Regions from separate parts of the Sus scrofa genome. Here all the other regions are linked to region 6. The links are chromatin contacts, called in public HiChIP or PLAC-seq and promoter capture Hi-C maps. All regions are on one chromosome and are shown on one strand. The core of a region is the stretch at or near the end of the contact, and the rest is flanking DNA. Distances in the headings are between cores, read along the strand shown.

Region 1 (3,090 bases), core at 244-2,743, 330 kb after region 6:
AAAGTTATGACACAGAACGGAGGTTGGGTTCCACAGGACTATAGTTTTTCAGGTAGTCACATCTTGCTGTTGCACAAAGGATCTGGTAACAGTAGTCCCTAACAGAGGATACTTTCCTAATAAAATGGGGCATAAAATACCTTCCCCACCTACAAAAGGAATTGTAAAGTGATGATTAATTACCAGGTCCTGAATCATTCAAGGTCTGGAGAATCCGGCCGGTTGGTAAATCACTGGTGTCTACTGACTCTCAAAAGTAACAGGGAAAAAGACCAGTACTTTATGCTTTAACTTTTGCTTTTCAGGGCTGCACCTGTGGCATATGGAAGTTCCCAGGATAGGGGTCCAATCAGAGCTATAGCTGCCAGCCTTCGCCAGAGGCGCAACAGCACCCAGTCCCTGCCGTGTCTGTGACGGCAAGGCAGATCACTTAACCCACTGAGCGAGGCCAGGGATAGAACTCGCATCCTCACGGATACTAGTCGGATTAAGGATCCGACTAGGAGCCATGAGGAAAACTTAACACCTGTATTTTAAATAGAACACTTATGTTCAAAACTGATGCCAAACAGATGGAGTTCCCCTTGTGGCGCAGTGGTTAACGAATCCGACTAGGAACCATGAGGTTGTGGGTTCAGTCCCTGACCTTGCTCAGTGGGTTAAGGATCCAGCGTTGCCGAGAGCTGTGGTGTAGGTTTCAGACGCGGCTCGGATCCAGCGTTGCTGTGGTTCTGGCGTAGGCCGGCGGCTATAGCTCCGATTCGACCCCTAGCCTCGGAACCTCCATATGCTGTGAGACCGGCCCTAGAAAAGGCAAAAAGACAAAAACAAAAAACAAAACAAAAAAAAAACTTGATGCCAAATAGATAGCGTTGTCAACCTGCCCATCTCTTCATCCCCCATTAATCCCCTTCATCGACTTTTAGGAAATGGGAAAGAACCTACCTGAGCAGCCTTTGAAAGGAGACTGGATATCTGGGCTCTTTTGAAGATGAGGCACAGAAAGACCAGGTTTTTTCTTAGTACCTGTTTGGAAGCCTTTATGGGGTATATGGTGGAGAGGTACACAGGGTGCCCTAGCGGGTAAGTGGTGGTGGATCAGCTGGGTAAGTAGTGGCCGATCAGCTCTGGGGAAGTGAGGGGTCAACTGCGAGTGTGTAAGGGGCCTCACAGGCCAACCATTGTGGACAGCCAGCCCCGCGGCTGGAGAGGTTTAATCACCACGCGCCTTCCGGTTACCATGGTAGCCCTCCCTCTTTCCAACCCCGCCCCCCTTTGCCTGCTGGAGGAAAATGCTGGGAGCGGTCGCCCCGGGCGACTGAGCGGTCCCGCCCTTCGCTCCCCGCGGCTGGTCTCCCTCCAGTGGACAGCCTTCCCGCCTGCCTGGCGGTGGGAGGGCGCGGCGGTGGTGGCGTCACGTCCGGGCGGGTGGGCGAGTTCCGGTATTTCAGGGCGGAGCAGGCGGAAGTAGGGGTGAGAAGCGGCTGCAGCGCCGAGCGGAGAAGGCAGGAACCCGATTGCGAGCAGGAGCTGGGTGGGCACCATGGCTGGAATCACCACCATCGAGGCGGTGAAGCGCAAGATCCAGGTTCTGCAGCAGCAGGCCGATGATGCAGAGGAGAGGGCCGAGCGCCTCCAGCGGGAAGTGGAGGGGGAAAGGCGGGCCCGGGAACAGGTACGGAGAGGGCGAGGCGAGTGAGGGAATGGCAGGCGCTGGAGCAGATGGGACCCCGAACTAGGTCCCATATTTGCGAACGAGCACGGTCCTTAGAGGGCCAGCATACTTGGTGATGAAGTTGGAGCCCGGAGGTTGGGTGGGGCTCAGCTTCTTTGGACATCTAGCGGGTGAGGGGGGAACGGGGTGCTCGAGCGAACAGGCGTGACCTTTGAAGGAATTGAGCCTCGCGGGCCTGAGGAGTGGTTTTCCTCCTTTCTCCCAGCTCATTCATTCAGTCGCTCTGAGCCGGGCGCGGCCGGGGGAGGGGCTCAAGCGGCCTCTCCCTCCCCCACTTCCCCGTCGAGGGCGGGGGGGATTTTGCTCTCGTTGGGGTTTCCGGCCTCAAGGGTGAGAGTAGGTGGCTGCCTCTCCAGTCTGGGAGGGGCAGAGCCGAATTTAAGGTGAAAGGGTGGGGGTTGAGGGTGGGACCCGCCGGAAAGCCCCCAGCCTAGCCTGCTGGTAGCTTTTCCGCTCCCTCCTCCTGCTCAGGAAATGAGGCAGCAGTCGGCCGAGAGGAAGCGCGGTGCCCTCCCTGGAGGAGGTTGAGGCCACAGCACCGCCTCCCATCCTCCGGCCTGGGGCCCTTTCCTCTTACGGGGAGCCCTTGCAACTGCTGAACCCATTCTCTCTGTCGACGTGAAGAGGGAGGGGAGGAGATGGTACTTCACTCCTTCTGTTAGTGCAAATGTAGGTATCAACAAAAACTTGCCTAGCTTCCACGATGACCTGGAAGGCAGGAACTTATGCCAGATTCAGGCGTTTATTGCTGAAGTGTGAAGAGTGCTAGCTGACCAGGTTAAGAACACTTCGTCCAAGCAGAGCTGATAAGCGAGTGTATGTTGCAGAGAATCTGATGGGGTGCCAATTTCTGTCAAGGTTTCTAGTTCGCGTGGTTGATGGAGTCAAGATACCGAGTTCCAAATAATGAATTCCCGGGGGTCTCTAGTGATGTTACTCTGCTCCTTTCCCAATTATCCACTACAGTGTTTTGTTTTGTTTAAGTTCAGTAAATATTTGTTCTACTGAAAGATGGAACATAAAATGTTAATGAGCCGAGGGGTGATTCTTGAAACCACTTTCTGTTTAGAAGGGCGATTTGTTATAGTAGGCTATGAGCTTTTCAGGGTCTAGGGTGCAGTCTAGTAGGTGGAGCTGATATCTTGAGTTGAGGCTTTGGTTTTGGAGGATCTTGAGGCTGGAGAGGAAAGTAACAGTTGCTAAAATTTGAAGACCTGATGAAAGACCTCTTGTGGTGTATTGGTATTCCTGGTTCTTCCCGTTGGTAAGTTGTTGTTTGTTTTTTACTTTTTGGCTGCTTCTCTGGGGAGTGGCTGAGAATTAATGCTTTGGGGGAAAGAGGGGAGGCAGCTGCC
Region 2 (2,811 bases), core at 307-2,806, 500 kb before region 6:
GGAAGCGAGGGGGGCGTCGTTGGCTCATCCCCACCCCCAGTCTGACACTCCGGGCGCGAGGAGGGAGAGAGGGGGAGGCGCAGAGCCCCAAACAACAAAGAGCAGAGCGGGCGAGCGGCGGCCCCTCCCCCGGGAGGTTGGGGGTCGCGGCCGCCCGGCCCTCCCGGTCCCCTCCCGTGAGGCCTCACTGTTTGCTCCCGAGTCGCCCCTCGGAGTGAGGAGCCAGAAGCAGTGGCGCTGCTGCTGCCTGGGCAGATGTGACAGTGACCCCCATGTCCCCAGGGATCCCCCCCGAACACACAGACACTCGGAGGCGGCCAGGGTGATACACACGGCGCCTCGGCGGGGAGGAGAAGACAAGGGCAGCAAGGACTGAGCAGAATGAGGACCTGACCCCGCAGCCAGCACCCAGCCGCCGCGCCACACACCCCGGGAAACCACACGGCCGCCCTGACACCCGCCCAGACCGCGGCGGCGCCGACAGCCACCCCAGCCCAGACACGGCCGGCCACGCGGACAGCGACCGCAGCCCCCTCCCCGACCCGTCGCCCGCTCCCACCCCTAGACGATCGCCGACGCAGACACACAAATCACACACTCAGACATACACGCACACTGACAGCCGCGCACGCCCGCTCACACTTGGAGCCACACGCCGTCCCCAGCTCGGGCGTGTATGTGCGTGTGTGACACGCCAACATCTCTTTGCCTCCCTTCCTTTCGCCGGTACCCCACGTTCCTATCCTAACCAAACAGCACCTCCAGAGCCCCCCAACTTGGCGACCCAGCTCCAGCTCACCCCAGCCAGGCTTATCCATACAATAAGGGTAACCCATTCACCTTCGTTCCGAGGTGGTGCTTCGTCGGACTCCTTGCCTCAGCTCTGGACCCCACTTTTAAAAGCAAGAGTCCTAGAACCCCTCGAAACCCTCACGGCTGAAAACAGGTCATCTCTGGGGCCCCCAAGTGCGGCGGCCTATCCCCAGCACACTGGTTCTCCCAAACACCAGCCCAGCTGAAGGGGGTTAAGATGGGGGGACTCTCGGGTGGGGGTAAGCTATTCGGGTGTGGAGAGAAGCCAAGGTGGGGCGGGGTGTCCCTGAGCAGCCTCCTCCGCACGGCCCAAGCCCTGGTTACCATACCTTAACAGCCTCTTTCAGACACCCCTCGAGTTTCATAGGCGCCCACAGAGTGTGTCCCCCTCTCCTTCGCCTCCTAGCCCCCAGCTGTAGTCCCCCAGGACTCCCACCCCAGCTTCCCCCAGGACTTCCTGGGCCTCCCCTTCTCACTGACGCGGGACGCACGGGCTCCCTGGGCCCCCGACTCACTGCTGGTTGGAGCTGTTCCAGTACACCGCATGCCGGTTCCCCAGCGCCCCCCGGGCCCCTGGGCCAGCAGCGGCAGCAGCGGCACGGGCACGAGCAGCAGCAGCAGCAGCAGCGGAGCCGCCGCCATCCCCGGAGCCGCCGCCGCCGCCGCCCCCCGACTGAGCCCCGCTCTCCCGGCTTCTTGCTTCCCAGCTCCCTGCAGCCGCCGCCGCCGCCGCCGCCGCCGGCCCCCGAGCCTTAGGCCACGCCCCCAACCCTTCCCTCCGCCTTCCCGGGCGCGCCCCCGAAGCCCCGCCCCTGGCGCGCTCCCGCCAGGCCCCGCCCCGCTCAGGCCCGGAGCGCGCGCGTGGGAGGTGAGGATAGTGCTGCCCCCTCAGGAACGACTGGAGCGCCTCGGCTCTCTTTCTTAGGTGTAATTTGCTTCTGCTGGTCCTGGGTCTTCTGCTCCCCATTCTGAAGTTCCCAGGCGAAGGATTAGGGAGGCCAAAACAGGGATCTCCATCTCTCCTCGGGAGCATTCATTTCTGGGATGGGGTGAAGGAGAATTGAAAAGAAGCGGGGGGTCTATCACCCCTTAACAAGAACTAGAACTCCCTCTTTTCTGAACAACGGGTCCTCTACTCTCTCCATGCCCCTCTTCCCAGGTGCATGAGGAGTCAGGTGGGTTCTAGAGGGTGGCAGAGAAGCCCCCTGCTGCCACCAAGGACCAGACAGCTGTTGACCTGAAGCCCCAGCTTCTTTTTCTCCGAGGTAGTGTAGAGGAGCCCAGCCCTCTAGAATGTCGATACTGGGGGCTGGAAGGGCCCTTGGCAGTCTAGGGCCCAAGGCAGAGGAGGGACCAAGGAGAGAGTCAGCCAGAGTGAAACAGGCTTTCCTGGGACACCTACAAAGGATTCTTCAGCCATACTCAACCAGGGCCCCCTCCCAGCGCAGCCAACAGTGTCCCCAGGCGTTCTCACTCCTCCTCTCACAGACTCTGACCAGAGAGCAGAGGGTAGAGCGCCCTGTGTTCCAGCTCTCACCATAGTCATTGTCCTCACAGTGACGTCCAGGCACAGACATTACACACACACGTTCAGGAGAAAAGGCACAGACACCAGAGGCAGAGAATGTAGAAACACAGGTATTTTGGAGTCCCCTGGAGGTGCAGCCGGGTAAGGATCTAGCGTCGTCACTAAAGTGGCACAGGTTCGATCCCTGGCCATGAGGGTGCAGCCGAAAAACAAAAGCTAAAAGAAAAAGAAGAAAGAAAGAAAGAAGAGAAAGAAAGGAAGAAAAAAGAAGCACACAGGCGTTTGACACAGACATACAGACACACAGATAACCCGGTGCTGTCAGATGACTGGAGATCTGTAGAAACCCAAGGATGAGGCACACAGAGACATAGGCGCACACACCCAGACACACGCACACACAGTGACTCACACACAAGCCCATGCACACCCTCTGACACACACGGGACTGTGCGCTCCCCCTTCTTTTC
Region 3 (2,858 bases), core at 93-2,592, 420 kb before region 6:
CGCCCCCCCACACCCAGGCCCCCCCTTCGCTCTGGCCGGGACACGTCGCTCTCTTACTTGGTGTGGGGTGGGAGGGGAGAGAGAAAGCTGGAAATTGAAAGCAGCGCCCCCCACCCCTTTGAATGGCAGCCCTCTGCCAGCGGCGCTCAGACTAGGTTCTACAACAACACAGTAGAGACCCCCACCCGGGGTAGGGGCAGGTGCGCCGGCGCCGGTGGGGGAGACGGGTGGTAGGGAGAATTCTTCCCAGTCGCCCACCCTGGCTCCTAGGTTCTAGGGGCAGGAGCTGGCTTTGAAAAGGTGGCGGCGGTACTGGAGCCTGAACGAAGAGAGTGAGATAGAGGGGCGGCAAAGAGAGGGGTCTTTCTAAGTCATTCGGAGGTTGTCGCTGAGCCCCACTGTCGGCAAGAGAGCGCAGCTCTGGAAGCGCAAGAAACCGAATAGTCCAGCCGGTAACTTTCCCCCAAGCCGCGGCTCCTCCAGTGCTCCCCCCACCCCCCATGCAACTGGCCCGGGTCCAACCCACCGCGCCAGGGGGCGCGGTGGGGGTGGGGGGGAGCGTTGTCCTAGTTAGAGTCCGTCAGCATTTCCATTCCCTCAACTCGGTCGGGTCGGGGGTCTCCCCCTAAAGTCACGAAGGAGACTGGGGGAGCGCTCAGCGCCGCCTCACCCTCTCTCCATCCCGGAGCCGCCAGTCTGTCTGATTCCAGAAGTGCAGAGAAAGTTTCTGCGGGACCCTCGGCCTTGGGTTGGGGGGGGCAGCCGTAGTTCCATCTCTACCTTTCCTCCCAGTTAAAATCAATTCCAAAGACCCGGAGTATTGGGAAGGCACCGGGAAGGGGAGTGGTGGGAATCTGGTCTGCATGCGTGTGTGGGGGGGGTCCCACTTTCAGGACGGACGAAGGACACTGCAGTAGTCTCAAGCCTAGGGGACCCTGAGGCAGGAGACAAAAATGGGGTACACTCACCTCTCCGCCTTTGGGTCCGCTGGCTGGAGCTGCTGAGGCTCAGGGTGTGGGGAGAAACGCGTCCCCGGCCAGGCCCGGGGGCTTGGGGCCCTGCTCCGGTCCTGGTCAGAAGGCCGCGGTCAGTGGCTCGCCGCTCTCTGCTGGGGGGCTCCTCCTCCGCAGCCCTCTGCCTCCTCCTGCCGCCCGCCCCCCCTCGGCCGCTGAGAACCGTACATTCACCTGGCTCCCACCCGCCCCCCCCTCAGGGCCCGCCTCACCTGTCCTGCTGTCTCACCTGTCCTCCTGCTTGCTTTCCCCCCATCCCTCCCCTCCCTCCCCCCGCCCCCTGCCACCCCCCAAACTCCCCCCCACCCTTAGCAACACCCTCTGTCACTTCCTGGTTTTTCACCCGCCCCCCCAGGCCCCCTCCCTCCGCCCAATAAGGACATAAACTTCAACCCCTTGGTCCAGCCAGTCTCTGCAGGGCGCAAATGGATCCCTCCCTCCTTTTTCGCTCTCTTCTTCCAAGCTCTTACTTTGCTCTCCGAGCCTTTCCCACCCTCCTCTTTTCCCTCCTTCCTTCCTTCTCTCTTTCTCCCTTCACCTGCCGCGGTCCTTCTCCCCCCCTCCCTCTCCCTCTCCCTCTCCTCTTGCTCCTATCTCTCCCAGTCCACCTTAACTCTAGCTCCGCCCTCGACCCCCTTCCAGCCCTCCGCCGCAGCTCCGCCCTGCCCCCTGCACTCCACCGCCCTGTCCACCCATTGGCCTGAACACCTGCCCATCTCAAGTGGGTCCCGCCTTGCGTTCTTCCAGGGAGGGGGCGGAGCCGAGGGACTGGCCCGAAACCTGGAGGAGGGGAAGAGGAGGGGGCAGTGTCCGCAGCGGCCAGGGAACCGAGCACCCCCATCAAGGGCTCCCACTCCTCCCAGAGGGGCTTCTGTAGGGTCAGCGCCTCAGGAGGGAAGGGTATGAGGAGGTTAAAGATAGCCTAGGTGGGGGCGAGGCGGGGATTTAGGGGATTGAAGGAGGGGGTCCCGTGAGGGGCTAGAATCAGGTCAGGGCCCCAGGAGGTAGGGGGAGGGGAACCACCCGGCCATCAACTCCAGCTCCTACGCCCCAGCCCCCCGCCCCTTAGAGGGAGCGGGGGAGTTGAGGCTGCAGGCACCCTGCGTCCCTCCCCACGCGTGACAGCGCCCCGCAGGGAGGGAACGGCGCCCTGGGCAAGCAGCCTCTGAGCTCCAGCCGGTGCCCGCTGCGGCCTTGGCATTGTCAGAGGGGAGGGGCCAAGTCCACGAAGGGGGAGGGGGAGGCAAGCACACACTCCTGCTCCCCGCCTCCATCCGTCGTCCCCTAAGTGGAGAAACTGAGTCTCCGTGAAGGAGGGACCTCTGGACTTGAATTCGCTCCGAGATCCAAGTGGCAGGGGGGGGGGGCTGAGTCTTTTAGAATGGGTTTGCGGGGGGACCAGGATATGTACTTCAGTGCCCCCAACTGAGGAAGGTAGCGCGTGTGGGACGCTTCCAACTGGGCCTGCGGCGCTACGTACCCCAAAGAGCCCCTCCCACTAGTGTAAAACGGATTCAAATCCGGCTACCGCGGGCCAGGTTCCGCTCCCCGCGGCCGGCCGGGCCGAACCGGGTCGGACTTGCTTTCTCCAACCCCAGCCCCCTCCGCAGGGGGCCTCCCTCCCTTTCCAGCAGGTGGCTCCGCGGGACACCAGCTCAACCTGTTGGACCACAATGGGCGGCGCCAGGGGGGCCCTGGCCCTCACCCGGGCTGACCCGGGATCCCCGCTCGGGGGGGGGGGGGGAGGGGCGGAGTCCCTTTCCCTCCCTCCCTCTCCCTCCGGCCGTGACTCAGCCTCGGGGCCGCTGCCCTGCTCCCCAGCCAGGGGCGGAAAGTGTGAGGCGC
Region 4 (3,077 bases), core at 438-2,937, 380 kb before region 6:
GTTGCACATTTTTCTCAGCGCTGGTCTTCAACTTTTGGCGCCCTTATTTCCCTGTCTCCCTGGTGGCTTGATGGAAAGAAAGCTTGAAAAGGCGTGGAGCCCTCATACCTCATTATTTCTCCTGATGAAAGCACGCCTGTCACGGCCTGCGGGTTGGGGAGGCACGGCGGGACCCTCATTGCCATGGTACTAAAATCAGTCCAGAGCCTGGATGTTTTTTGCTTCTCTCTTCCCCTGCTATTCTTTGTATCTGCTCGGGCGAGGTCATCTAGTTGTTCCCATTCGTCTCAGCCAGGGTCCTGCGCTGGGCTTAGTTCTTATTTCATTTTTAAAGCACTGCCTGCCAGAGAAGGGCCTTGGTCCTGAGGAGGAGTCCCTCACAGCTGCTCCCTCCCTTACAGCCAGAGCTCACATTCCTCGGTGGGGTGGGGAAGGCAGGCTTGGGGCGTGGCCCCGACGGGAGCCGGGGGTCCCTTGCTGGCCCTTCCCCGTGTGAAGAGAAGACACGGATGCTGCAGAACTTGGCCAGTGCAGCATTCAGCCTTTGAGGCTGTGAAAAAGAAGGCAGCGGCCTCTGGGCTTCTCTTCTCCAGGGTTCTTCCCACCGGACAGCAGAGATGGCACCCCCCTCCCTCAACTTTGTGTTGTGTTTGTGGTTCTGTTCGCTCCTCTTCCATCTGTTGCTATTTTTGTGGTCTCTCCCATGGCAGCATTTTGTAAGGTGGCTCCTGAGGGGCGGCGGTGGTGGTGGGGTGTCAGCTCAATCCCTCTCTCCCCCTCACTCCACAACTTTTTGGAAGCAAGTGGGGGTGGCAGAGATGTGGGGAAAGTTTTGTACGGTTGGATTAATAAAATGACTTTGGAAAATCCAGACTGGAGCCCTTGCTGTTGATGTGTGGGTACAAGGCTGGAATGGGCCAGTCATCCCTGGGCAGGTTGGTTGGGGGTGAAGATAGGTATCCGTGTGTGTGTGGGGGGGTGTCTCTGGAAGTGGGAACAGCAGAAAGATTCAGCCCTCTGGGCTGGCCCTGGTACAAACAGCTAAGCCCAGGGAGGCCTGTGCTCCCTGCCTCTCCCCCCGTGTCCCTGCTGTGAGGAACAAGTTTCCTTTCTGAGCACATTCCTGGGCCAGGCCTGGAGCCAAGCCGGAGCTTTGGCTCCAAGTCTTCAGGGGAGACAACTGTCTTTAGTGCTTGGGGGTTTAGCGCCCACAACCCCACTCCCCAGTTATTTGGGTTAGGCAGCGAGCATAGCTCCAAGGGTGGGATCAGGGGCTGCCCCTGGGTCCGGAAGTTTTCATTTTTGGATACTTTTCAGGCCCCCCTCATCTTTTTTTTGTAAATAGCGGCATCCTTAAACAATCCGCACTGGGGCAGCATGAGAGTGGCCGAAGGGCTATTTCCAACCCGCAATTGGCCACTCCCCTCCCCCATCCTGCAGCTGTCTCTGTCTATCCTGGGACCAACCTGGCCCCTTGTCTTAGAGAAGCCACCCTTTGCCTTTCAGTTTTGGGTCTTGGCTCCAGAAATTCTTTAGACGCTGCTCCCAGGAGGGGAGGTGACAATATTCAGTTTGCTGGCACTCCAGCCGTCCCGCAGGGAGGGGAACCAGGTTGCGGGGCTCTGCAGTTCCCCCCCTCCTTTCCCCTCCCGTGGCTCTCCAGTCTAGCTGTTATTGGCCAAAAGTTTCCGCCCCCTCAGGGAAGTTGACTTTCTATTGGCCGGTTCTAGGTCACATGACCTGCCTTTCTTGGCGCTGTAAAGCTGGAGAGGCAGCAACAAGTTCAGGGGAAGACTGAAGCCAGGAGCAGGATCAGGTAAAGCCCCGGTGAGAAGGGCCCACAGGGATCCCTGTGCGAGGAAGGATAGAGGTGAGGGGGGCCAGAACTCCAGCGGTTGGGCTCCTCCGAGGATCTTCAGAGCTAGTTTGTCGCTTCTTGGCCGGCGGAAGGGGGATCATGGGCGGCCGTTTCCAAAACAGGAACTTGCTTTAGGTCTCCCAGGCAAGTTTTTGCAGCCCTGTGTCATTTGCTCTAGAGATTTGGGGGAGCAACTCTTATGGGGGGTTGAAATCAGCTAGACGAGACTTTCCAGCTTTTTACGGAGGGTGGGAGAGCTCCCCCTTTAGTTGTCTTTTGGAAGTAGCCCAAGTTCCTGACAATCCTTATAGGGTGTTTTTGTTGAATCCTACTTGAATGAAAAGAAAGAGGAGGGGGTGGAGGTGGGTTTTCTTCCTAGAGGTTGATGAGAAGAAAGAGATCTGAAAACACCGTGGGCCAGGGTGGAGATTAGACAGCTGGAGGAACTTCCTAATAGGGCAGTGAGATGCTGGCTTGGGAGAACAGGGAGATCTTTTGGAATCTTGGGTGAACCCAACCAAGGGAGAGAGACCAACAAGTATTTGGAACTCTGAGTGCAGGGGTTCCGGACTGTCTCCTGTTTAGGTCTCAGAAGTGTTTGTCTTGTTGACCCAAATACCTTGCTGGTTTCCATGGAGACAGTGGGTCTGACATCACTGTGGTTACCATGGTGCCTGGTTCTGGAGGACCGGAGCAGGCCGTATACAGCTAAGGATAAACAGGGACTTCAGCCCAAGCTGCTGCCACTTCCCTGCCACCACCTGTTAAAAGTCACACACAGCAACTGAGGATGGGGAGATGATGACAGAACTGTGGGGGAGGGGCTTGAGACCAGAAGGCTGCACAGTGATGGTTCTCTGGATGCCTGTGAAGCCTGCCAGGGGTGTCCTGTGGGATGTGGGGAAGTCATTGCGCCCTTCTCCTGTCTCCTTGTGGGGTGGGTGCATGCGTTTGGAAGGCATAGGTCTTGGGAGACACTGTGAGGTGTCCTTCATCTGTCCTGGGCTTGGATCTTGACGCACAAGGGCCACAGGAGGTTTGTAGGGCACTGAGTAGGACTCACTTGAGCTCAAACAGAAGAGGGCAGTGTGGCGGTTTCCTAGGGTAGAAGTGCCATGCTTGTTCCCCAGCCTCGCTCCTTTTCCCAAGGTTTCCTTTTAGAGTCCTTTACCACTTGCCACCCCTCTCACCCCTCAGCAAGCCGTCATTTAGCCCCTTC
Region 5 (2,858 bases), core at 335-2,834, 290 kb before region 6:
TTATCTTATGTCATAATTACGTGGCTTTCAAGTAGTCCTTAGCTCTCAGGCATTAGGGCTGATAGAGGATTGGAGAGGTGAGAACTGGCATACAGAGGATAGCCTGGGCTCCTCTGGGGGGAGCTTTGCCCTTCCATGACCTGGCCACTTGGCGCTCACCATTCAGGAGAGCTGCTTTAGAACCTCACTGCGTGTGTGCACGTGTGTGCATGTTTGTGGGCCAGGGAGTGCACACCTATGTACACGTCGTGTGCACTTGCATATGCGTATCTTTCCTCCTCTTTCCCCTTCCTACCAGAGGCCAAGGGGTGATGGGAGACACAGGAGATATGCAGGAAGACGCTGCCCCCTAAAGCCCCAGGTGTGCCTGGGGAATCTCATCACGGCCCCCTCCTCACTGACCCGTGGGTCTGCTGCACTTAGAAATGGAAATGAATTCAGCTGGGGCCCCATCTCTTTTGGAACGCCCTTTGCACACAGTGGGAGCTTAATAAATACTTGATGATGGCTCTGAACCTGGGAAGCCAGCAGCTGTTCCCAGCTCTGACTCTCAGAGCTGCTTGGGACAGGTCAGGTGGGGTGTGACCACAGGGGGGTTTCAGTCTTCCTGCCAGACCCTCCTGTGACTCCAAGTCTGCCAGAGTCACAGTCCACGTCACACATCGTGCTTTGGGGAGGCCGGTTCTTCCTCCACAGCCTCTCTCTGGCTCGTTCTCATCCATCGTTTGAGCAAATTTATGGAGCAACCACTCTGCCCTGAACATCATCATGGAATGGCATCCTGGGAGATGGTATGGGAACTGCGGGGTCAGACTGACCCGGGTTGGAATTCTAGCAGCCTTAATTACAAACAGGGTGACAGCTGGCAAATTACATATCTGTGCCTGAGTGATTTTTTTAAAAACGGGTTTCATCTGTAAAAGGAGAGTGATGACATCATCTTCATAGGGTTGATGTGAGGCTTAGAAATAACAGATGCTCCTGCTCACGTACTGCAGGCAGTTCAGTCAGTGAGCTTGTCTACCTGGAGTCAGTTGGATGTGGATGCCCTCTGCTTCTGTGACCTTGAGGTTGTTGCTCAGTATCTCTGAGCATCAGTTGGTGAAATGGCAACACGATGCCCACCTCCGTGGGTGTCTGGAGGTTGTAGCTGGATAATATGTGTGAAACAACCTATGGCAGACCCTGGCCATTAATAACTGTCTTCCTGCCTTTTGACCCCTTATCCGGGTGCATAGCGCCCCTCCGTAGGACGACCTCGGCTCCTCCTCCCCGCCCCCCGCCCCCTCGTGCGCTTACATCCCGGATCGCCGTGGGCTGCCGGGTTTCTGCCATACCTGTCAGAGGAAAGAGGGCAGCCGCTCAGCTCCAGGGTGGCGAGCGGAAACTACAGTTCCCAGCCCTCGCTGCGCTGCCGCCAGGGCAGGGAGCGGAGCGCGGCAGGCCCCTCCTCCGGGGAGGAGCCTATGCTGGGGGGCGGAGTTAGGAGGTGGTTGGAGAGTTAAGCCAAGCCAATGAGACCAGCTGCTAATAAGTGGGCTTGGCTTACCCTATAACAGTGGCAGGAGGAGGAGAGCGAAGCTATTGAGCCAGCGAGGAGTGAAGCTGAGCCTGGCCTCACACGCTCCTGGAGGACCACCTCCTGAGACAGAGTTCTTTTTCCCCCTTCTTCTTCTTTCTCCAAGCGCCCCTCCTGCTCTCCCTCCGTGCCCAGTACAATGCATTCTTGAGTGGCAGCGTCTGGACTCCAGGCAGCCCCAGAGAACCGAAGCAAGCCAAAGAGAGAGGGCTGGAGCCAAGACACTCTGGTGGGGGAGCTTGGATGCCTGGCTTTCTTTGAGGACATCTTTGGAGCAAGGGTGGCTTTGGGGTGGGGGGCTGTGCTGCAGGAAATCCAGCCAGGCCCCAAGATGGACACTTCTGGGCACTTCCATGACTCCGGGGTGGGAGACCTGGATGAAGACCCCAAGTGCCCCTGTCCATCCTCCGGGGATGAGCAGCAACAACAGCAGCCGCCGCCGCCGCCACCGCCGCCGGCACCACCAGCAGCCCCCCAGCAGCCCCCGGGACCCCCGTTGCAGCCTCAGCCTCTGCAGCTTCAGCAGCAGCAGCAGCAACAGCAGCAGCAGCCACCGCATCCCCTGTCTCAGCTCGCCCAACTCCAGAGCCAGCCCGTTCATCCCGGCCTGCTACACTCCTCTCCCACTGCTTTCAGGGCACCCCCTTCGTCCAACTCCACCGCCATCCTCCACCCTTCCTCCAGGCAAGGCAGCCAGCTCAATCTCAATGACCACTTGCTTGGCCACTCTCCAAGTTCCACAGCCACAAGTGGGCCTGGTGGAGGCGGCCGGCACCGGCAGGCCAGCCCCCTGGTGCACCGGCGGGACAGCAACCCCTTCACGGAGATCGCCATGAGCTCCTGCAAGTACAGCGGTGGGGTCATGAAGCCCCTCAGCCGCCTCAGCGCCTCCCGGAGGAACCTCATTGAGGCTGAGCCTGAGGGCCAACCCCTCCAGCTCTTCAGCCCCAGCAACCCCCCCGAGATCATCATCTCCTCCCGGGAGGACAACCATGCCCATCAGACCCTGCTCCACCACCCCAACGCCACCCACAACCACCAGCATGCCGGCACCACTGCCAGCAGCACCACCTTCCCCAAAGCCAACAAGCGGAAAAACCAAAACATTGGCTATAAGCTGGGACACAGGAGGGCCCTGTTTGAAAAGAGGAAGCGACTGAGTGACTATGCTCTGATTTTTGGGATGTTTGGAATTGTTGTTATGGTGATAGAGACCGAGCTCTCTTGGGGTTTGTACTCAAAGGTAGGGGCTGCAGTTTCTCTTTATACCTTGAACAAA
Region 6 (2,906 bases), core at 365-2,864:
ATAAAAAGCTGCCCTGGCAATGTTGTTGGGTAATTAGAAACATTTGCAGGATCCCCTGACTCAGGAAGTATTCAGTAAACAGGAATTCTTTTTAAAAGAGGTATACTTGATCGGCAATACTCTGTTTCATGTGTATGGCAAAGTGATTCACATATATATTCTGAAATAATACTTCAGAGTATTTTCCATTACAAGTTATTACAAGATTTGAATATAGATCAATAAATGGGAGTTCTTACCACAACCTTTTATGCTCCCAACTTGCACATTCAGACAGAGGTGACATGCAGCAAACTCTTCAGTCTCCTCAAAGGAGATAAAACAGCCCTAGGCTAGTTCTACACCTCAATCATCTTTAAATACCAAGAGCCCAACTTAGGCAAAGAAGACTTTTAATCAACCACCACTGACGACATAAATGAGTAGCCCAATAGGAAGCACCGAGGTCAACTTCAAATAAATGTTAACTCACTTTAAGCCAAGTGAGAGGAGAAAGAGGCGATCTGGCCAGGTTCTCAAGCCCCGAGGCGTCTTGGTAGAATCCCCCGGGCCTTTCCACAGGCTAACACCTGCCCTTGGCAAAGGAACGCCAACTATGGGTCTCTGGAACCTCTGCCAGCTTTGTCCTTTGTGATAGTGCCACCTAGCGAGGCTCCAGAGGCACTGCTGCCTATCCCCGGCAATGCCGGGACCACTGCGACAAGGTGTTAGCGCTTAGGACTTGAGACTGGGAAAGTGGTCCGCCCAGGCTTGCGTCCCTCCATCTTACTGCCGGGTTAATGGTGTAAACTAGTCATGCACTGCTCCCATGACACCGCAGAGGAAGCCCGTGCCGTCCCACCCCAAACGTCGTCCAGACCCCGAGAGTCTGATAGCCGTGAAAGGTTAGCTTATTGGCTACTCTTCGTACATAATCGACCAGCAATCACTTCGTGATTTCAATTCCAATCCTCGGAGGGAGGCAAAGCAAGCATTACTATCCTCATCTGTCATTGCACAGATGAGAGAAATGAGGGAAGGTAATTAACCCAAGGTCACAGAGGGTCCTGGCCCTGCCAATCCGGCTCATTCTCCAATCCCATGTCCCTCATTCAGTGTGTGCCCAAGGGGACAGAGGCTCGGGCACCCTGCGCCGAGGACAAGCGTGGGTGCGCAGGACAAAGCAAATAGGCGACCGCAGCTCTCCGTCTTTCTTCCGACCACCGAGCGCCCGGCACGTTCACCGGTGCTCGGCGTAAAAGGGCCCAGAGCAGGAAACAGAGTCCCGCACAAGTAGCCCCTGGGAGCACGCGGCGCCGGGTCACGTGAGAGGGGAGAGCCGGCGAGGGCCGTCGCACGCACGCACGCACGCACACCCGCCGTACGTAAACACGCACTGAGGCTCTGCAAGCCGCGAGCTGAAGCCCTGGGTCACATGTGGAGGGTGGCCGCGGAGAACAAGGGGCGGGAAGAAGAGAGGTGTCACGTGAAGGAGGTCAGAACAGCGAAGTCACGTGAGAGGGGACGGAGGCGGAGTCTCCGAGAAGGAGGAGGAGGGGCGCGCGGCTTCCGGCGGCTGTGGGGGGGGCCAGGGAGCGGAGGGGGGGGGCCCTGTCCCAGAGGTGGCGGCGGCGCCATCTTGGCGAAGGGGGGATCAGGAAGTGCGGACCGCGGCGGCGGCGGCGGCGGCGGCGGCGGAGCCCGGAGCGGAGGCCGGAGGCTCCCGGCCCGCCGGCCCCGGAGCGGAGCGGAGCGGAGGATGCAGCAGCCGCAGCCGCAGGGGCAGCAGCAGCCGGGGCCGGGGCAGCAGCTGGGGGCCAGGGGGCGGCGCCGGGGGCCGGGGGCGGCCCGGGGGGGGCCCGGGGCCGGGGCCCTGCCTGAGGCGGGAGCTGAAGCTGCTCGAGTCCATCTTCCACCGCGGCCACGAGCGCTTCCGCATTGCCAGCGCCTGCCTAGACGAGCTGAGCTGCGAGTTCCTGCTGGCTGGGGCCGGAGGGGCCGGGGCGGGGGCCGCGCCCGGACCTCATCTCCCCCCACGGGGGTCGGTGCCTGGGGATCCTGTCCGCATCCACTGCAACATCACGGTGAGGACCCCTTCGCGTGCGCGTCTCTGGGGACCTCTTGTCTGGGACTCGGGATTACCCCACACGGCTTTTTGCTCTCCAAAGACCTGGGAGGCCGAATCCCCCTCTCGGGGCTAGGCTCCTTTTCTCCAGGTTACACTTGTTTGTGCCGTTTGAGGTTCTGTCGTGCACCTGGAAAGAATCTCTGCCCTTCATAGTGAGGGACACCCGACATATGGCGCCTCAACTACCCCTTTCCACTAACCCACCCACATCCATGGGTTCATGATTTTGGCTACTAAGCAACTTTACCTTGCCACCCAAGAATGCCCCTCTCATCCCCCCACTATCACCTGAAGGTTCCAGGCTGCTGCACTGACTTGAGCTGGAAGGACCTCCCTTGGAACTCTGCAGATTTCAGTGATGCCCCCTTTTCAGTAGCACCTTTGATTTAGGACGTTGCCACCTGTGGGATCCCTGCCCAGGCATCTCTTATTTAGCCCCTCTTTCAGTTTTATTAAGTGATAGTTTGCAGTTCAGCGACTCCTCTTTTTGGATTCCCTTTTATTCTGGTATAACCTCTAACTCTCCTCTTGCCCCAGCTGGTAGTCGCCACTCCCCTCCTGGTCCCTGTGGGTATCTCTCGTTGTCTTGGGTTCTTGCCTTTCCTGGTAATGATGGTGACGTTTGGGGGCTATCCCGTTTATTCTGACAGTTCCTTCTTTTTTCCTAGTGAACATCATACCATCCTAGGTGCGCTAGAGTAGGAGGCACCTTACATGTCCTAGGCTATACCCTCAAACATCCTGTGAAGAGGTTTGGCCTCTGATAATCTGGGAATGCCTGATACTGCATGGTGTAGCA
Region 7 (2,947 bases), core at 95-2,594, 400 kb before region 6:
CCAATAGCCCCAAAAAACAAATAAAAAAAGCAACACATAATAAAACCTCTTCTCTTAAACCAGGTATCACTGCCAAGTCTTACATATTCCAGGGGAGGAAACTAGTGATGTTCCCCTAGCCCTTATAAATTATAAGCACCTAATTTTAGTTAGCCTCCTTTAGATGGAGAGGAAAACAGGTGAGGAAAAGAAAGTTAATTAGGTCCAAACAGGGCTCGGGGTCTTTTCCCAACCATGTGGCATACATATAGTTATGTATTTGTTGGCACACTCCAAGTTCTCCAGAGGGCCCAGAGCCCTGCACTAGGCTGCAGAAGAAATACAAAACAACCAAGCTTCCAGGTGTTTTAAGTATTACAATTAACACAGATTGGTGGAATGCCAACATTTGCAGAACTCCTTTTCTTCCCTAATTTTCTAATCTAGAATTATGGTTAGGATTTATCAAATGCAAACTCTGGAGCGACTCACTTTCTTCGCTGTGCTTGGCAAGTCCTACTGCTCCCATCACAGCCTGTACAAAGTTCTATCATGCCAAGTACCACCTTCTGAGTATTTCCACAGACTTAAAAAAGTTTTGGTGAAAGCAGGCACCATGGCTTATCCCTGCACTTTAGCACAACATCTGAAACCTATAAGCTGTTTCCCAAGTAGATGCCCTTCAAATATTTGAAGGTCATCTATTAGGTCCGTATTAAGTCTTTACTCAATGCTTCTGGCCAGTTTTATTCCACTCCTGATCTTCAAAGCCCCCTTCCTATAAAACAAGCCAGACAACCACGCTCCTTTTCCAAGAATTAATGAACACCACTCAGGCTCTCTCAGAACTCCCCTCACTTTGAAGAGGCGAGGAAAATTCGAGCTTCTCCCGACCCCAGAGGCTCTGTGGTGTTGCGGTGATACAAGCAGTCTCAAGAAGTCAAGTTCAATCTGCTGAGCAAATTGGAGAGAATGATCCAGAAACCCTCAAGAGTGGGGATGGTCAGCACTCTAACCACGCCCACCTACGCCTCCTCCCCACGGGAGAGCTTACTACAAATTCACTACCACTTTTAGGCTTTTTTGAGCGACCCCCTACCCTTAGCGCATGCGCCTTACGCTCAAAGCGCACACCCATTCCCGTTAACCTCTTGCGCATGCGCCGACTCTATACCTTCGGTCCCTGTTACTAATTCCTCGTGCCCACACTTGTCAAAGCTCACCACCTCGATACTGCCCCCGCGCCGGCACTAACCGGTACTCGAACTCCTCGTCGTCGTATTTGTCCGAATAGTAAATTTGTTTGTGCGACATGATCGCTCTGCCAGAGGACCGTCAACACCGCACCGCCAACCTCCAAACAACTCCCAGCAGCACGCGCTCCCACCCTCTTTGGCCTCGCTTTCAAACACGCCGCCCGCGCTTCCTATTGGTCCGCCTGGCGGAAGGCGGGACAACTCCACTTCCAAGCCTTCGATTGGCTTAGATTTGCTTCTCTTCAGGTCCTTATTGGAGTGCACTGCTTAAGTTTCTAAAGAAAAACGTAGGGCAAAAATAGGCCTCTTATAGGCTATCACTGCCCTGTGAGCGTTCTCGCGCATCATTGGCTGATTTGGGAAAGTGGGACGGGTGAAGGAGGGACGATGAGGTAGAGGGTCAGGGGTTAGTAAGGCCGGAAGTGAGTGCAATAAAGTTTCTCCAGGGAGGCCGGGCCCGGGGAGAAAGTTGGAGCGGCGACCTAAGGAGGCAGTGGCGTGATCCGGAACCAAATCGACCCGCGGTGCGGTGCGGAGACCCCATGAAGCCCTGGTGAGTTGGGACCTTTTTTTTTCTCCTTAGGCGAACCTCCCCTCCACCCCGGAACCCCTCTCCCGGGACCCTACTTCCGGTCTTCATTTATAAGTCCCGCCCCCTGCGACCCCCTCCCCGGAAGTCCCACCTCCCAACTTCAGGGGGCTCCCTGAACCCCGACTTATTTTCCGTTTATTGTCCCCGACCCCACCCCGTCGCCCAGCTTTCCTGGAAGTCCCACCCCTAGACATGCTTCCAAGCCTTACTCCTAGAAACCCAACGTTAAGTCTTTCCAATTACCCGAAACCCCGCCTCGCGACGATTCTCCGCTAACTCCTGTCTGTCAAAAAGCCTATCTCCCCAAAGGGCAAAGCCCTGCCCCTCAAAGATCTGCTTGAATTCGTGAAGCCACTCCTCTCTAGGGTTTCCGCCCCTCTAGAAGCTCCGCCCCTTCCCTAATCCACGTCTGATCGCCCAGAAGCCTGGCCTCCTGGAAATCTCTGATGCACGCGTCCTAAGGGACCACGCCCCCTCAAGATCTTTATCCCTGTAGGTCCCAGGTCATCGCCTGGGGAGCTTTGTCTTCAGCCCCTGGAACGTCACCTGCTTACATTTCCCTGTTCTTTTTCTCTTTGGGGCCTCTAGCTCAATTTTCCTGAGCTCTCATGCTCCACCGGGTAGGAAGGCAAAAGTTCACATCTCTGGTTCTGAGAAGTAAGAGATTAGAGGCAGCCCTTGTCCTTATCCCCTTACAAGGGTGGACCTACTTGTAGGGGGCTGGACTTGGGGTTTGGCACGAGAGCGGGAGGGAGACTTGCTCATAGACTCCCAACCCCACTCCCTGAGTTTCCCTTCCCAGGACCGACTCCACCCCAGAAACAGCTGTTTGTCTCATACCTGTCCATCGTCGTCGTCGTGGTCATCGTCGGGAGCTGGGTAGGGCCATGGATTTGTTGATGTGCGACATGTGGGTGTGACAGAAGCGCAAATTTTCTATCACCAGAAAGTGGCTTGCAGTGGGTTAGGGAACAGTGTCCTTTTTGCTCTTTGATTTTTTTTTTTTTTTTTTTTAAGGGCCTCCTCAGGCCGCAGCATTTCTCTGGCTCTTCCCTTCCCCCTAACCAGAGTTCTAGTCTGGGCATTCCTCTTTCCCGCTTGCCCAGCCTTCCCTTCTGGA

What was found. Promoter capture Hi-C pulls out the DNA fragments that hold promoters and counts their contacts. HiChIP or PLAC-seq counts read pairs in DNA pulled down with a chosen protein or histone mark.
Region 1: a contact with region 6 is called in a promoter capture Hi-C map of liver, with 5 times the contacts expected there. The contact joins the promoter of TPM3 here to the promoter of UBE2Q1 in region 6.
Region 2: a contact with region 6 is called in a promoter capture Hi-C map of liver, with 5 times the contacts expected there. The contact joins the promoter of EFNA3 here to the promoter of UBE2Q1 in region 6. A contact is called at or near these places in 2 of 5 promoter capture datasets (fetal liver and liver), 2 of 47 Hi-C or Micro-C datasets (embryonic fibroblasts and mesenteric adipose tissue) and 1 of 2 datasets of contacts at active chromatin or transcription factors (skeletal muscle).
Region 3: a contact with region 6 is called in a promoter capture Hi-C map of liver, with 12 times the contacts expected there. The contact joins the promoter of ZBTB7B here to the promoter of UBE2Q1 in region 6. A contact is called at or near these places in 3 of 5 promoter capture datasets (fetal liver, fetal skeletal muscle and liver), 3 of 47 Hi-C or Micro-C datasets (embryonic fibroblasts, liver and skeletal muscle) and 2 of 2 datasets of contacts at active chromatin or transcription factors (alveolar macrophages and skeletal muscle).
Region 4: a promoter capture Hi-C map of liver shows a contact between it and region 6, with 13 times the contacts expected there. The contact joins the promoter of PBXIP1 here to the promoter of UBE2Q1 in region 6. A contact is called at or near these places in 3 of 5 promoter capture datasets (fetal liver, fetal skeletal muscle and liver), 9 of 47 Hi-C or Micro-C datasets (brain, embryonic fibroblasts, heart right ventricle and 4 more) and 2 of 2 datasets of contacts at active chromatin or transcription factors (alveolar macrophages and skeletal muscle).
Region 5: an H3K27ac HiChIP or PLAC-seq map of alveolar macrophages shows a contact between it and region 6. The contact joins the promoter of KCNN3 here to the promoter of UBE2Q1 in region 6. A contact is called at or near these places in 4 of 5 promoter capture datasets (fetal liver, fetal skeletal muscle, liver and 1 more), 11 of 47 Hi-C or Micro-C datasets (alveolar macrophages, embryonic fibroblasts, fetal heart ventricle and 7 more) and 1 of 2 datasets of contacts at active chromatin or transcription factors (alveolar macrophages).
Region 7: a contact with region 6 is called in an H3K27ac HiChIP or PLAC-seq map of alveolar macrophages. The contact joins the promoter of CKS1B here to the promoter of UBE2Q1 in region 6. A contact is called at or near these places in 2 of 5 promoter capture datasets (fetal liver and liver), 1 of 47 Hi-C or Micro-C datasets (liver) and 1 of 2 datasets of contacts at active chromatin or transcription factors (alveolar macrophages).

What each region holds. Positions count from the first base shown.
Region 1 is chr4:95,548,334-95,551,423 of Sscrofa11.1, forward strand. It overlaps TPM3 (tropomyosin 3), which reads left to right and starts at 1,494. Exons shown (of 8, transcript NM_001001632.1): 1 at 1,494-1,675. The coding sequence starts at 1,544.
Region 2 is chr4:94,717,794-94,720,604 of Sscrofa11.1, forward strand. It overlaps EFNA3 (ephrin-A3), which reads right to left and starts at 1,557. Exons shown (of 6, transcript XM_013997020.2): 1 at 1,377-1,557; 2 at 1,329-1,374. The coding sequence starts at 1,455.
Region 3 is chr4:94,795,380-94,798,237 of Sscrofa11.1, forward strand. It overlaps ZBTB7B (zinc finger and BTB domain-containing protein 7B), which reads right to left and starts at 1,343. Exons shown (of 4, transcript XM_021089747.1): 1 at 1,226-1,343; 2 at 969-1,069.
Region 4 is chr4:94,835,678-94,838,754 of Sscrofa11.1, forward strand. PBXIP1 (pre-B-cell leukemia transcription factor-interacting protein 1) reads left to right here and starts at 1,688. Exons shown (of 11, transcript XM_021089739.1): 1 at 1,688-1,816. It overlaps PYGO2 (pygopus family PHD finger 2), which reads left to right. Exons shown (of 3, transcript NM_001185175.1): 3 at 1-871.
Region 5 is chr4:94,928,224-94,931,081 of Sscrofa11.1, forward strand. KCNN3 (potassium calcium-activated channel subfamily N member 3) reads left to right here and starts at 1,585. Exons shown (of 8, transcript NM_213985.1): 1 at 1,585-2,822. The coding sequence starts at 1,911.
Region 6 is chr4:95,219,535-95,222,440 of Sscrofa11.1, forward strand. It overlaps UBE2Q1 (ubiquitin-conjugating enzyme E2 Q1), which reads left to right and starts at 1,615. Exons shown (of 15, transcript XM_001929469.6): 1 at 1,615-1,793; 2 at 1,796-1,822; 3 at 1,825-2,063. The coding sequence starts at 1,739.
Region 7 is chr4:94,818,239-94,821,185 of Sscrofa11.1, forward strand. It overlaps CKS1B (CDC28 protein kinase regulatory subunit 1B), which reads right to left and starts at 1,345. Exons shown (of 3, transcript NM_001243542.1): 1 at 1,235-1,345. The coding sequence starts at 1,293. SHC1 (SHC-transforming protein 1) reads left to right here. Exons shown (of 13, transcript XM_003355137.3): 1 at 1-1,788.